Linked DNA regions of Mus musculus: regions 1, 3 and 4 are each linked to region 2. The links are chromatin contacts, called in public HiChIP or PLAC-seq maps. All regions are on one chromosome and are shown on one strand. The core of a region is the stretch at or near the end of the contact, and the rest is flanking DNA. Distances in the headings are between cores, read along the strand shown.

What was found. HiChIP or PLAC-seq counts read pairs in DNA pulled down with a chosen protein or histone mark.
Region 1: a contact with region 2 is called in an H3K4me3 HiChIP or PLAC-seq map of forebrain, with 6 times the contacts expected there. The contact joins the enhancer-like site here to the promoter of Gap43 in region 2. A contact is called at or near these places in 2 of 39 promoter capture datasets (cranial neural crest and hippocampal neurons), 1 of 15 datasets of contacts at CTCF or cohesin (the NIH/3T3 cell line), 3 of 484 Hi-C or Micro-C datasets (the N1E-115 cell line, cerebral cortex and forebrain), 7 of 115 datasets of contacts at active chromatin or transcription factors (SST interneurons, embryonic basal ganglia, embryonic forebrain and 4 more) and 4 of 9 other capture datasets (adipose tissue, liver, macrophages and 1 more).
Region 3: a contact with region 2 is called in an H3K4me3 HiChIP or PLAC-seq map of forebrain, with 6 times the contacts expected there. The contact joins the enhancer-like site here to the promoter of Gap43 in region 2. A contact is called at or near these places in 4 of 39 promoter capture datasets (the HPC-7 cell line, cranial neural crest, embryonic stem cells and 1 more), 2 of 484 Hi-C or Micro-C datasets (the N1E-115 cell line and cortical neurons), 8 of 115 datasets of contacts at active chromatin or transcription factors (VIP interneurons, embryonic basal ganglia, embryonic forebrain and 5 more) and 2 of 9 other capture datasets (adipose tissue and liver).
Region 4: a contact with region 2 is called in an H3K27ac HiChIP or PLAC-seq map of VIP interneurons, with 6 times the contacts expected there. The contact joins the enhancer-like site here to the promoter of Gap43 in region 2. A contact is called at or near these places in 2 of 39 promoter capture datasets (embryonic stem cells and hippocampal neurons), 2 of 484 Hi-C or Micro-C datasets (cortical neurons and embryonic fibroblasts), 7 of 115 datasets of contacts at active chromatin or transcription factors (VIP interneurons, embryonic forebrain, embryonic hindbrain and 4 more) and 2 of 9 other capture datasets (adipose tissue and liver).

What each region holds. Positions count from the first base shown.
Region 1 is chr16:42,747,538-42,750,412 of GRCm38.p6, reverse strand. The region is part of intron 1 of 4932412D23Rik (RIKEN cDNA 4932412D23 gene); the gene reads left to right. Among named protein-coding and RNA genes, the nearest start is that of Gm29960, 96 kb to the right of the region's middle. Within about 2 kb of position 1,527, at least 7 of the 459 cell types and tissues checked have an H3K27ac peak or open chromatin away from gene starts, as enhancers often do. A contact at or near this core is called in forebrain, where this site is marked.
Region 2 is chr16:42,339,274-42,342,020 of GRCm38.p6, reverse strand. It overlaps Gap43 (growth associated protein 43), which reads left to right and starts at 1,370. Exons shown (of 3, transcript NM_008083.2): 1 at 1,370-1,548. The coding sequence starts at 1,519.
Region 3 is chr16:42,716,892-42,719,923 of GRCm38.p6, reverse strand. No RefSeq gene overlaps it. Among named protein-coding and RNA genes, the nearest start is that of Gm29960, 66 kb to the right of the region's middle. Within about 2 kb of position 1,698, at least 65 of the 459 cell types and tissues checked have an H3K27ac peak or open chromatin away from gene starts, as enhancers often do. A contact at or near this core is called in the N1E-115 cell line, VIP interneurons, cortical neurons and 4 more, where this site is marked.
Region 4 is chr16:42,648,456-42,651,566 of GRCm38.p6, reverse strand. All of the region lies in intron 1 of Gm29960 (a long non-coding RNA gene), which reads left to right. Among named protein-coding and RNA genes, the nearest start is that of Gm29960, 2.6 kb to the left of the region's middle. Within about 2 kb of position 1,571, at least 14 of the 459 cell types and tissues checked have an H3K27ac peak or open chromatin away from gene starts, as enhancers often do. A contact at or near this core is called in embryonic fibroblasts, where this site is marked.

The sequences.
Region 1 (2,875 bases), core at 278-2,777, 410 kb before region 2:
CTCACTGCCAAGCCACTGGCATTGTTTGCTGATTCAGAAGACAAGGGTTCTGTGGAATGGAACTGAAGGCCTACTGTGTATCAGGAAATTAGATATGGATTAATCTTCAGTGAGGAGAAATCTAAGTAAGAGTTCAAAATTGCTCTTATCATAATTACATCTTGTGTTTTCAAAGGTCAAAATGCTAACCAAGCCTTCTTTTCAGGTCTGGAATAATCATGGTTCTAACTGTTTTTCTTAGCTTCATTAGCTAGTTTTCAGTGGCAGCAAAATGACCATTTGTGTGTGTGTGTGTGTGTGTGTGTGTGTGTGTGTGTGAGTGTGTGTAGCAGTTTCTGGCTGATGTTCATTTTCCAAAAGACTGTCTCTTTAACCTCAGTTGGATTTTCCTGCCTAAGAATGAGATGGGAGACTCTAAATTAAGCATCTAAAATGAAGGTGAGAAAGACAGCAGGGTATCTGAGTGAGAGAAAAACAATGTATAATTTTACCTTAGAAATGCGAGGTGTGAAGTCAGCAGAAGAACAGGTCATGGAGTCATGTTAGGACTGTGATATGCTGTTGGGACACATCTTATGAAATGTGTTAATCTAATGCTAGGCACACCCTGAAAGCCTGCCAGTCCAAAATGATGCTCTATCTTCAAGGGACTTGAAGAGCTTTGCATTTCTTAGAAGCATTGATCAATGTAAGTGCAGGTCGATAAAGGTTTTGTGTTTGCATTTAAATGCTAATCAATCACATTTTATTAAAAATTTAAGGCTAGGGTGAGAATGGAAAAGGTATGAGACTGTGCTTATGACAACAAAGTCAAACCGAGGTCCATTCTGAAATGACTTGGAAGCCTCTGGATGGTTGGAATGTTGGGCACCCATTCAAACAACAGATACGGCAGGTGGCAATGATATCCTGGGATTGGATTGAGACTAATGAGTGTTAATTGACAGGTCTCTACTCTGTCTTTTCAAAAGTCTGGGCAAATCAGCATGTGTTCAAGCTTTTCATTAATCATCCCCCAAATAGTTATAGGAATAAGGATTATAATCTTAAATGTTTTCAATACAATTTGAAAGGATACACTTAAAATTATAGTGACATAAACATAATTTAAGACCTACTATTTTAGCTAATTTTAAGATTACAGATTTGACATTTAGAGCCTTGACATTGCTCCATCTGTCCAGCCCTGGGGATACCTCAATCTACTTTTCCCACTATGTATTTGACTATCTAGATATATCATACAAAGCAGACTCATACAAGATTCATTTTTTTGGTAATTAGCTCATTTCACTTAGCACCATTTCCTTTAGTTTTACCTATAGTGTTGTATTTATCAAAATCATTTGCAAGGTTGAATAAAAGACTGTTGTATGTACGTGCCATGATTTATTTATCCATTTGGATGGCTTCCATCTTCTAGCTATTGTGCACAACTGCTAAAATGAACACGGGTGCATACCACCTGCTGGAGTCCCTTCTTTCCAATTCTTTTGCATATATAAGCGGAAACGGGATGGAAGGATTATGTAACTCTGCGTTCAGTTTTTGGAGGAGCCCTGTGCTTCTATCCAGAGCATCTGTTCCACTTTACATTCCCATAAGCAACCTGTAAGTGTTCCAGAAAGGATTAAAAAAAAAAAACCCAAAAGTTAAAAGAAAAACAGTAGGACATGCTGAGTAGGAAAGATGAGCTACAAAATGCAGAGTGGAAGAAAGTGCCTCTTCCCTTTCAATTGACAGAAACAAGAGCTCCCAAGTAGTGGGCCTTGTTTTTGCTGACCTAAGATCTGGATGTATGAACGCTGGGTCTTGGGAATGAGGGGGCACCCATAGACTGGAATAGACCCTCTCAGTCATTCCAGGGTGCTTTCCAAAGTGATTATTTTTTATGTATATGAAAAGGGTTATGAAACAATGTTCTAAAACCACAGAGATAAAGTAGGCATTAAAAGCAGGAGATATAAAGAAATAAAATACTCATTCAACAAAAACTAGTATTTTTTTCTTCTTCTTAGTTTTTTGTTTGAATACCTGGAGCTCTGGCTGGCTTGGAGCTCACTATGTAGACAGGCTGCTTCTAGTTCACAGATACTTACCAGCCTCTGTCTTATGAGTGTTGGCAGGAAAGGCCTGCACCACCATGGCTGGTCTGAAAGTGTGTTGTAGACACCTGGGTGTTAGGTCATAGTACAAGGACATCTAGGATGTTCTGTAGAGCAAACAACAACTAAAAATATTGAAGTGTATTTTTAGAGGGGTTCGTGTGTGTGTGTGTGTGTGTAGTACTGAGGACCATATGCAGGGTCCCTGAGTGTGAGGCAAACTATTTACTGTTGAGCTGCTACTACTCAATCCAGGCTCTGGTTTTTTTGTTGGTGAGGGAGCAGTAAGTCAACAGAATACAACATGAAAGAGAATCTGCTGGGAGAAAGGCAAGCAACGCGGTATTTTATGTGTGTCCTAGGTACTAGCCTAGGGTTTTAGGATTTGAACACAAAATCCCCCTCTGAACTCATTTGATTGTTCCTACTATGGAGGTCTAAAGAAGTGTCTGTTTCTCCCTGTGTTGGGGATATACCTACTCTGGGTAACTTGGGCAAGTTGGCAGACAAATGAACCCTCTGGACTACAATGGAACTATTTGCTAAAAATGTATACTTGCATTCTATGGACCAAGTATCAGGATTTAAAATTATCATTTGAATTGCAATTATAAAAACAAAACCAAATGGTGAATACTCAGCATGCCATTCTGAGGACTTCTTCCTGTTCCAGAGCCTGGGTTTGCCTTCCCCTTTGTTTCTTATCCTCTCTGAACCCTAAGGCTATTTCTAATGAGAATGCTTATCACACAGCATTTTGGTGTCCACTC
Region 2 (2,747 bases), core at 121-2,620:
AATTAGATACTTGTCATCAGTAATGAACAATAAGAAATCATCTGGAAAGTTCTTTGACGTAGTCACTTAGAAATGTTACCAACATTTCAGAAAAGTTGTCTGTAAAACTACCTATGTCAAGAGTGGCTCCAGAGTGTCCTGTGCACATTGCCTCCCGTCCTAAAATGTGTTGGCATGACTGACATTATTATAGCCACTTTATAGATGTAAAGGGCTCTCCAAGGCCACACAATACCAAATGTCTAAACTTTGCACAATACAGATTTACAAGTCATATCGCCCCCCTCCCCCCAGAATAGCAGAGGCACTAGAAGGAACTGAGGTGGACTTCATGGTATGCATCTTTCCTCAAGACAGAGTTTACCTGTGTCCATTGCTCTCAGAATGTAAGACATTAAATGTTAGTGTTACAGAAATCTGTCATTCACAGACACTAAGCTAATTAGAAAGAATCACAACTGTCAAAGAAGCTTGTGTGCATAAGCAAATAACCCACTATGTAGTTTTAGATATGGAGTCTAATTCCTAGACCATAGTTTATTCCACATTCAAGTGCTCAGAATGCTTGACTGCTGTGTGTGTGTGTGTGTGTGTGTGTAGCGTACTGACACATTTGTAGGTGATATATTTGTGCATAGCTAAGAGTATCATATGTGTGCAGTTAGGTTATATAAATAAAATCAGTTAGTGTTGAGAAAACTGAACCTCCATGATTATCAACTGCGCGTAAAATCTAATGGCAGCTGTAACTTATGTGCACCTCTAGGTCCTCTTTGCATTTTCCTTCTTGTGGTACTGGGAAAGAGGAGAGTTAGAAAAGAAACAGGAGCATTCCTCGGGCCCCACTTCCCTAAAACATGTTCCATCCAATCTCTCCAACTCTCTGGAATATCCTTTCTACCCCCACCCCATAGCCCTCCCAATGCAGTGCGGAAAGTCAGTGGGTAATTGGGTCCAGATTGGAGGTGTTTAAATATTCATGAGGCTGGCAGGGGACTGGGAGGGGGTGACTGTCTAGAAATGGGGGTAGGGGCTACGGGAAGTGATTAGTCACTGGAAGCTAGCAAACAATTCTGAGAAAGGGACCCAGGGAGAAGGAAGAAAAAGATTGGGTGGGGAGTGGAGGAAAGAGGAGAAGGAAGGAAGGAAAAGGAGAGAGGAAGGAAAGAGGAGGAAGGGACGAGAGGGAGAGAGAGGGGGAGAGAGGGAGAGAGAGAGAGAGAGAGAGAGAGAGAGAGAGAGAGAGAGAGAGAGAGAGAGAGAGAGAGAGAGAGAGAGAGAATGTGCGTGTGCGGTGAGCAATAGCTGTGGACCTTACAGTTGCTGCTAACTGCCCTGGTGTGTGTGAGGGAGAGAGAGAGAGAGAGGGAGAGGGAGGGAGAGGGAGGGAGGGAGGGAGAGCGCGCTAGCGCGAGAGAGCGAGTGAGCAAGCGAGCAGAAAAGAGGTGGAGAGGGGGGGAATAAGGAAGAGAGGAGGAAAGGAGAGAAGGCAGGAAGAAGGCAGGGGAAGATACCACCATGCTGTGCTGTATGAGAAGAACCAAACAGGTAGAGCTAAAGATTTCTTTTTTACTTCTTTGCTGTTGTGAAATTATCAGAGTACAGGGTTTCCTCGTGAAAGGCAGAAAAAAAAATTTTTTTTTTTAAAAAAAAACTGCTTCTGCCCTGGCATGATGCTCTGGCTTCCTTAGCATACGGTAACTGATGCTTGCATCCCGGCGTTATTCTTTTCTGCCTTTCATGATCTGGTTTTTGGAATGCTGCTACTAATTAGGGTAAGGGGAGAGAAATATGCCGGCTTGGCTAGAAATATGATTCCCCTCGCCTATTAGTAAGTGCTCAGCCGCTAGGTCTCTGGTTTTGAGGGTGTGGATGCAGAAAGGGGTGTGGGGACGATGTGGGCTCTATCTACGAGATCAAAAAAGCTAATCTTGATATTATTTGTGGAAAATTAGGTCTGGGGGAATTATAGTCACATTTCAACATTGCCTGTTCCGTGATTCAAATTTTCTCACATGTGCCGCGGAAGATACCTGATTTCGTGCTCGCGTGAGCTTCAAAGGGGCGCAGGTGTATGTGGGAAAACATGTGAAGGTTTTATTTATTTATTTAACGAATGAATGAAACTGATTTAGGAGATTTTTTATTTTTTAAAGAGAGCCTAAAGACAACAAGGGTTGGGGGAGAACTGCCTATGCCGAGGGGGAAAACCCCCTTCCTGAGATCAGGAACGGATTGTGTGCCAGCTGGTCCGGGAAGAGGATGGACCACGCCCCTAGGAGCTTTGAGCTGAGATGGGATGGGAAAGGGGAGCCGAGCCCGTATTACCTGTTGGAAACCGGGGCTTTTCTCTTTCCCCTCTTCCTGTGAGTCTTTGCTGGCATTAGCAGTGACCTGAGGTGTGTTAATATCCTGGAGGAGGGTGACTCGTGGTCCTCAGGATGAGGGACTGTCCAAGAGGAGCTAGAATCCCAATCCCCCACCTCCCCTCCCCCACCGCCTAGATTATTTTTTTCCATTTTATTTCAAATTGCTCACTTATTTCGTGAAAGACGTTTTAGAAACTTAATTGAGGTGAGGGTGCTTGGGATCCTGCAGTCATCCACAGCACAGGAACGCTCTCCAAATGTAGCCTTCAAACACCCCTAGGAGCATGTTTGAGTGATTTTTAGAGAAGGTTAAGAAAGAAAAAAATGGGTGTGGGGTTGGAATGAGTGTGTGTGCCTGTGTGTGAGTGTGCCCATGGC
Region 3 (3,032 bases), core at 449-2,948, 380 kb before region 2:
AAGGTCCTGTCACCTCTGTTCTCATGTGACAGGTAAACTGAGGAAACTCAGTTTGTTTTCTGAGTTTCTGAGTTTGTTGGTCTCCCAGGTGTGAGCTCTGAAGCAAGTATTTCAAACACAGATAGGTAATTCTATTGAGGGGGTAAAATTTTTTTTCTTTTTTTTTTATTACGTATTTTCTTCAATTACATTTCCAATGCTATTCCAAAAGTCCCCCCCCCCCACTCCCCTACCCACCCATTCCCATTTTTTGACCCTGGCATTCCCCTGTACTGGGGCATATAACGTTTGCCTGACCAATGGGCCTCTCTTTCCAGTGATGGCCGACTAGGTCATCTTTTGATACATATGCAGCTAGAGTCAAGAGCTCTGGGGTACTGGTTAGTTCATAATGTTGTTCCTCCGACAGGGTTGCAGATCTCTTTAGCTCCTTGGATACTTTCTCTAGCTCCTCCATTGGGGGCCCTGTGATCCATCCAATAGTTGACTGTGAGCATCCACTTCTGTGTTTGCTAGGCCCCAGGGTAGTCTCACAAGGGACAGCTATATCACCGTCCTTGCAACAAAGGCTTGCTAGTGTATGCAATGGTGTCATCGTTTGGAGGCTAATTATGGGATGGATCCCTGGATATGGCAGTCTCTAGATGGACCATCCTTTTGTCTCAGCTCCAAACTTTGTCTCTGTAAGAGAATTCTTGTTCTAACTAAGCAAGGTTCTGAGAAAAGAAAAGAAAAAAAAGATATTAATCTGAGCATTGATCTCATTTGGCTTTTGTTTTAGGAAAATCTGTTTCACATCACTCTTGTACCTTTCTATTGGTAAAGTACAGGAGAAATTATCTTCAAGGCTACCAGGTAACCTCTTTTGGCCCTGGGATAGAAACCTCAAGAATATGACATGACATAGATTGGAGGCAGGAACATTGGCAGTGAAATGCATCCTGGGACAATTAGGGAAGGAAGGGTCATGAAAAAGCAAAGAGAACTCAACCAACAGGTCTCAAGAAAGAGCAAGCTAGTGTTGATTTTTCTGCCAGTGTGCAGTCACTCACTGAGGTCACACCTGAGGTGAAGTCCAGTATCACCAACTATTTTAGCATTCTGTATCTGAAACTGTGCAGTAGGAAGAGCCCCAAGTTGAAACATGACCTCTTCTCGAACAGCACCACACCCTCCATTTCGGTGCCTCTACAGGAATAAGCACGATCATTTCTTCTGCTTGACAAGTGTGATCCACAAATCTCTAAAGAATTCTACTGTGCTAAATATTCACGAGGGTGTCTGACGGGGTAAGGCTAGGGAGATTACGCAGATACAGAAGAGAGCCAGGCAAGACATATAAAATGTGTTCTTGTTCACGTTGACAAAACAGGAAGGAAGTTCACTCATATATATGAAAGATTTTACTGGGACTTATGGGTAAAATAAATTTAACATCCTGATTATTAACATTTTTGGCACTAATTCCAACAAACAATAAGATTACAGAGACAGTGTTGTGTGGCTCATAACAACATGATTCCCTTCCTATTTAACTTCATTTTACTTAAAACATTTTTTTTTTTTTGCGTAAGGTATTTGGAGAAAGTATTTCTGTTTCCTAGTGAGAGAGAGGCCCCACCCCTTTCTTCATGGTGTGATGATTTCAGTCCAAACGCATCCAGTTTCTGGAAATGGCAAGTGAGACACTTGTTGCCATGGTGATTGTTAATAGTTCTGACTCAGATATAGTGTTGCCATAGCAACTGCATTGAAGCCCTTGGGAGGTGGTGCAGTCTCTCTCTCTCTCTCTCTCTCTCTCACTCTCTCACTCTCTCTCTCTCTCCATTTTTTTTTATCAGCAGAAAGAGGCTAAGAAGAACCATTTTAGTAGCTTCTCTCTGCTCTGCAGTGACGAAGCTTTCAAGGCTATTTCATCCATATGAAAGATTGTCCTGTTTCTGTGCTGATGGGGCAGACTCGCGTTGCTCTGCACTCTGCAGGAAGAATAAAGTCCCATGTATCACAGTAGCAAGCATATTACCTGCCTTTTAATGCGTTTTCATTTTGACCGTAATGGTTTCTAGTAACACAGGTCATCTCAAGTGACTAGATTAAGAATCTTCAGTGTCACTGGCAAGACAAGAAGAGCAAAGGTCAAAGCCTGAATAGGCAAACTTCATTGAGTTGCAGGCTGCCTCTGTCCCCTCTGCCTCTTCCCTGTGAAGATGGGAGGCATGGGGACAGACCTCTTTAGATCAACTAGGCTTCATTCTCTAGATTGTATACTTGTAAACCAGCATACACATACTTGGCTTTTAAAATGCGATCAGCACGCTGAAGGCCTTCAATATAAATATCACAAGCAAATGAGTAGACAGTCAGACAGCAGACATTAGTGTTTATTCATTCATTTCCCCGGAGACCACTCATCTAATTTTGCATCTCTGCAAGGCTTTTACTACATTCTGTTGTGCTCAGAGCTGCAAGCGGTCAGCAGGTCCGAGTTCTTGCTACTCTGAACCATGGGGCAGCTCTCTCACATCAGAGCCTATTCCAGTTTTCCGGTGTGGACTTCTGACATGGGGAGCAGCTGGAATGGGATTTAAGTGGCACTCCTCTGTGCAGCCTTGTCTCTGATCAGCAGATAGACAGAGCATCTCTAGACTGTCCTTGTGCTAAACAGGGACCGAATGCTCTGTAAGCCATGGGCCGAATGCTTCAAGGGGCTTCTCTGGTAGTCTGTCCTCAACTATCATGTTTATGGCCCCTCCCTTGTGCTCTCAGACTAAGATATTTTCTCCCCCGCTCCTTTTTTTTTTTTTTTTTTTTTTTTTAAGTAAAGCCCTCCTTGAGCATGACAATAATGTCCTTTTCTTTGTACATCTCACTGGGTTTAGCAGCCTGGCTCCATTTTACAGAAACCTAGTGAGACCATATTACATAAAGGAAAAGCAAATTAGGTGTGTGTTGACCTTGACTTCTATGTACCTTTTGATGGGGTTCTCTCTTCCTGCCACTAGAGGTAATACCTAGTTACCTAGTTACCTAGT
Region 4 (3,111 bases), core at 322-2,821, 310 kb before region 2:
GGCGAGTGACCCAGACCCACAAGAATCCAATAAGCTAGGTCTGAAGCATTAGCAAAAAAAAAAAAAAAAAAAAAAAAAAGACCAAATTTTATATTGCCCATGAATCTGGACAGGAACCTAGTGGTATTGTGCGGTTCCTATCAGCCTCCTTCCAATCTTTATGAAGATGTCAATTTACCAATGGAATCCTCCAAACAATTGTACCGAAAAGCCATTACCACCTACACCAAGCAACATTCATGATTTTAGTTGTTCTTCTCAGCACCTATAATCATTCAATAAGCTATAAGTCACTTATATTTTCTCTGTGGTGCTGACAGAAAACTCCAGAACTTTGTCACTGTTTTATCTCCAGTCCTTGAGCCACTGTTTGGTACACAGCAGATGCTGGGGGACATCTGTGAAGAGTCAGGTGACTGAGGGAAGGGATGAACTTGGGAGTCTACAGCATTCCTCCTGTTATGCTGTGTGCACCTGTGGAGGTAAAGGCATTTGGATACACTCCCTGCCTTCAATGTGATGGTTAAAGGCAAAGGAAAGAAAACAATGGTCTCTAAACACTGTGCCTGTTACACTGCTGAGAGTCACATAGGGGAACAGGAAAGAGAGACCTCTAACACTGCTGGCTGCAAGAGGGCACAGGAGGCTCAGAATTTTCCTCAGAGGATGGCTGTCTCAGCTTGAAAATGAGTGAAATGAGCTAGATGATAAATGGGTGAAATGAGCTAGATGATAAAGAAAGTAGCGTCTTCTCCCTGTCACAGAGGTCTTGGATATACAGAGCTTCACTTGGAGGCACTAAATATAGTGATCAGTTAACCACAGGTATCAATCCAATGGTTTGTACTCATAGTTCTATCTGTAGGCCGTACAGACAACCACTGACCATCAGAGTTGTGGTAGTATTATCTAGGGCCATACCACTCTGACCTGACCACTGTCAACCTCATTTGATCTTAGAAGCTACGCAGGCTCAGGGCTGGTTAGTACTTGAGTGGGAGAGCTGTCCAAGGGAGATAGAGTCCACCAAAACTAGGGATTTCAGATTTTTAGATGTGGCCCTAGATTGGAAATCAAGACAAAGGTTACATAGCAATAAAACAACAACAAAATAATAATAAAAGTGTGCGTGTGGGGTGACAACAATAACAACAAAACCTACCTGGAATTACAGTTTCCTTCTTAAAGAAAACATTAGGAATGTTTATTCTATGATGATCATCCACTTATGTTAAAGAAAGAACACAAGTACCATTTAAAGACAGGGAGGGAGAGACTGGGCTAGGGGTGGGAGGGGAAACTGCAGTCGGGATGGAATACATTAGAGAAGAATAAAAATTAAAACAAACAAACAGTGTACGGTGATGTCAAGTTGATAGCTTAGACACCAGCCATGGCAGGATTGGTTTCAGCGTGGAGTCGATACAAATACAATTTTCTCCCAGCTGCTTTTGTCAGTAGGCATGAGCACGAGTTCTAAGGATGAAAGGGTGTGCTGCTTAGGAGCCTGTGCTGGCTGGGTTGGCAGAACATGGAGGGAGAACACAAGAAGGAAAGGGCAGTGGGGCTGCTCTCCTGAGGGTAGCTTCTGTGCCCTTAGTTCTGTGCAGCTGCTCTGTGCTCTGCCTCCAGGGAGCTGAGGGACAAATGTGGCTCTTGTTCCCAGCAACCACCCTCAGCCTGATTGCAGGCTGCAAGCTTCTGCAGGCCCTGTGGTCTTCATTTCATCACCAACCGGTCTTCCGCTTGAACTACAGGTTCTGAGATTCAAAACAATGAAAGCAGGCTTGATTCAACAGCTATTTTCTATTTTAGCATACATTAATGAAACTGATTTTAAATTTGGGCATGGTATAATTTTATGACTCTCATAAAAACAATTATTACTCACTTATTTGTTTTCATAATGTTCAGAAGTGACCAATGGTCCCTTACTAGTAATATTTTATAATCTTCTTTCCTATTTTAATTTTAGCATATATTTTATGCATTATATATTTTATGTTATAATACCTCATATTTTATGATTTATTCCAGTTCCCTTTGTTTATACTGAAATGCATTATCAACATTAACAGTTCTTGGTTACATATATTTAACAAATGTTTTCTGCATTTGTCTTTTTTTAAAAAAAAAGAATTTGATTTCTCAATATAGATAAAGTTACACGATCGGGGTTTCTTTTGAAATTTTTGATAAGATGGTTTCTAATGGGGGGGTCTGATGTTTTAGAACAAACAGGGGCTTTATACTTTATTATTCATTAAGTAATTCAGTTATCCAATGATTCTTATATAATTGCCATATTCAGGAAAGGACTCTTGTTTTAAGTGCTGGGAATATGAAAATAAGTAGTTTGGATCATATGTTACTGTAGCCCTTTGAAGGAGGATAGCTTTTACATTGTTTGAAGTGGGAGCTGCAAACTTTAACTGGAGTCACCTCTTGAAGGATCTCTTCCTAGGAGCCATAGACAAATGGGCAAATGACAAGCCCAGTGCTAGGAGTGGCATACCTCCCCTGGAGTTGTTGGTCAAGGTGTTCCCTATACATTCCAAGTAATACAGGCTACTCCCTGTTCTTGGTTACTCACCAGTATTTAGTGGTTAGACCCTATTGCGAAAGGGACCACATACTTTGGTCATTAGACCTAGAAAAAGCAAGTTGTTACTGACCATGAAGCCTCCTCCCTGTTAGCCAGCTAGCTCTCATAGTACAGGAAAATGCTTCGTAGTTGCTGGAGGGAATGCCATCATTAGTTTTGTCTGGCTGTGAACTCTGTGAACTACAGTGACCAGCATGGCAAGGTGTGCTCACGGGTGCAAGAGGGACATGAATGGTATAGAGGTAACCAACCATTTTCTGATCCGATTTAAAAACCACTTCACAGGAGGAAATGCATGCTTGGTATTACAAATCTAGCCAAGAAGCCACGGTTGTGGATCTCATAGGTCCCAGTGGTACATTTACTACTAGTTTCCTGATAAATGAACAGAGTATCAGATTATTCTCTGAATTCATGCCTCTGTGTTCATAGATCAGTACAGTTCTCAGTCTTCATGAGAACTAGTCATGTTAATGGAAAAAATTAATATTAATCGCAACTGACCA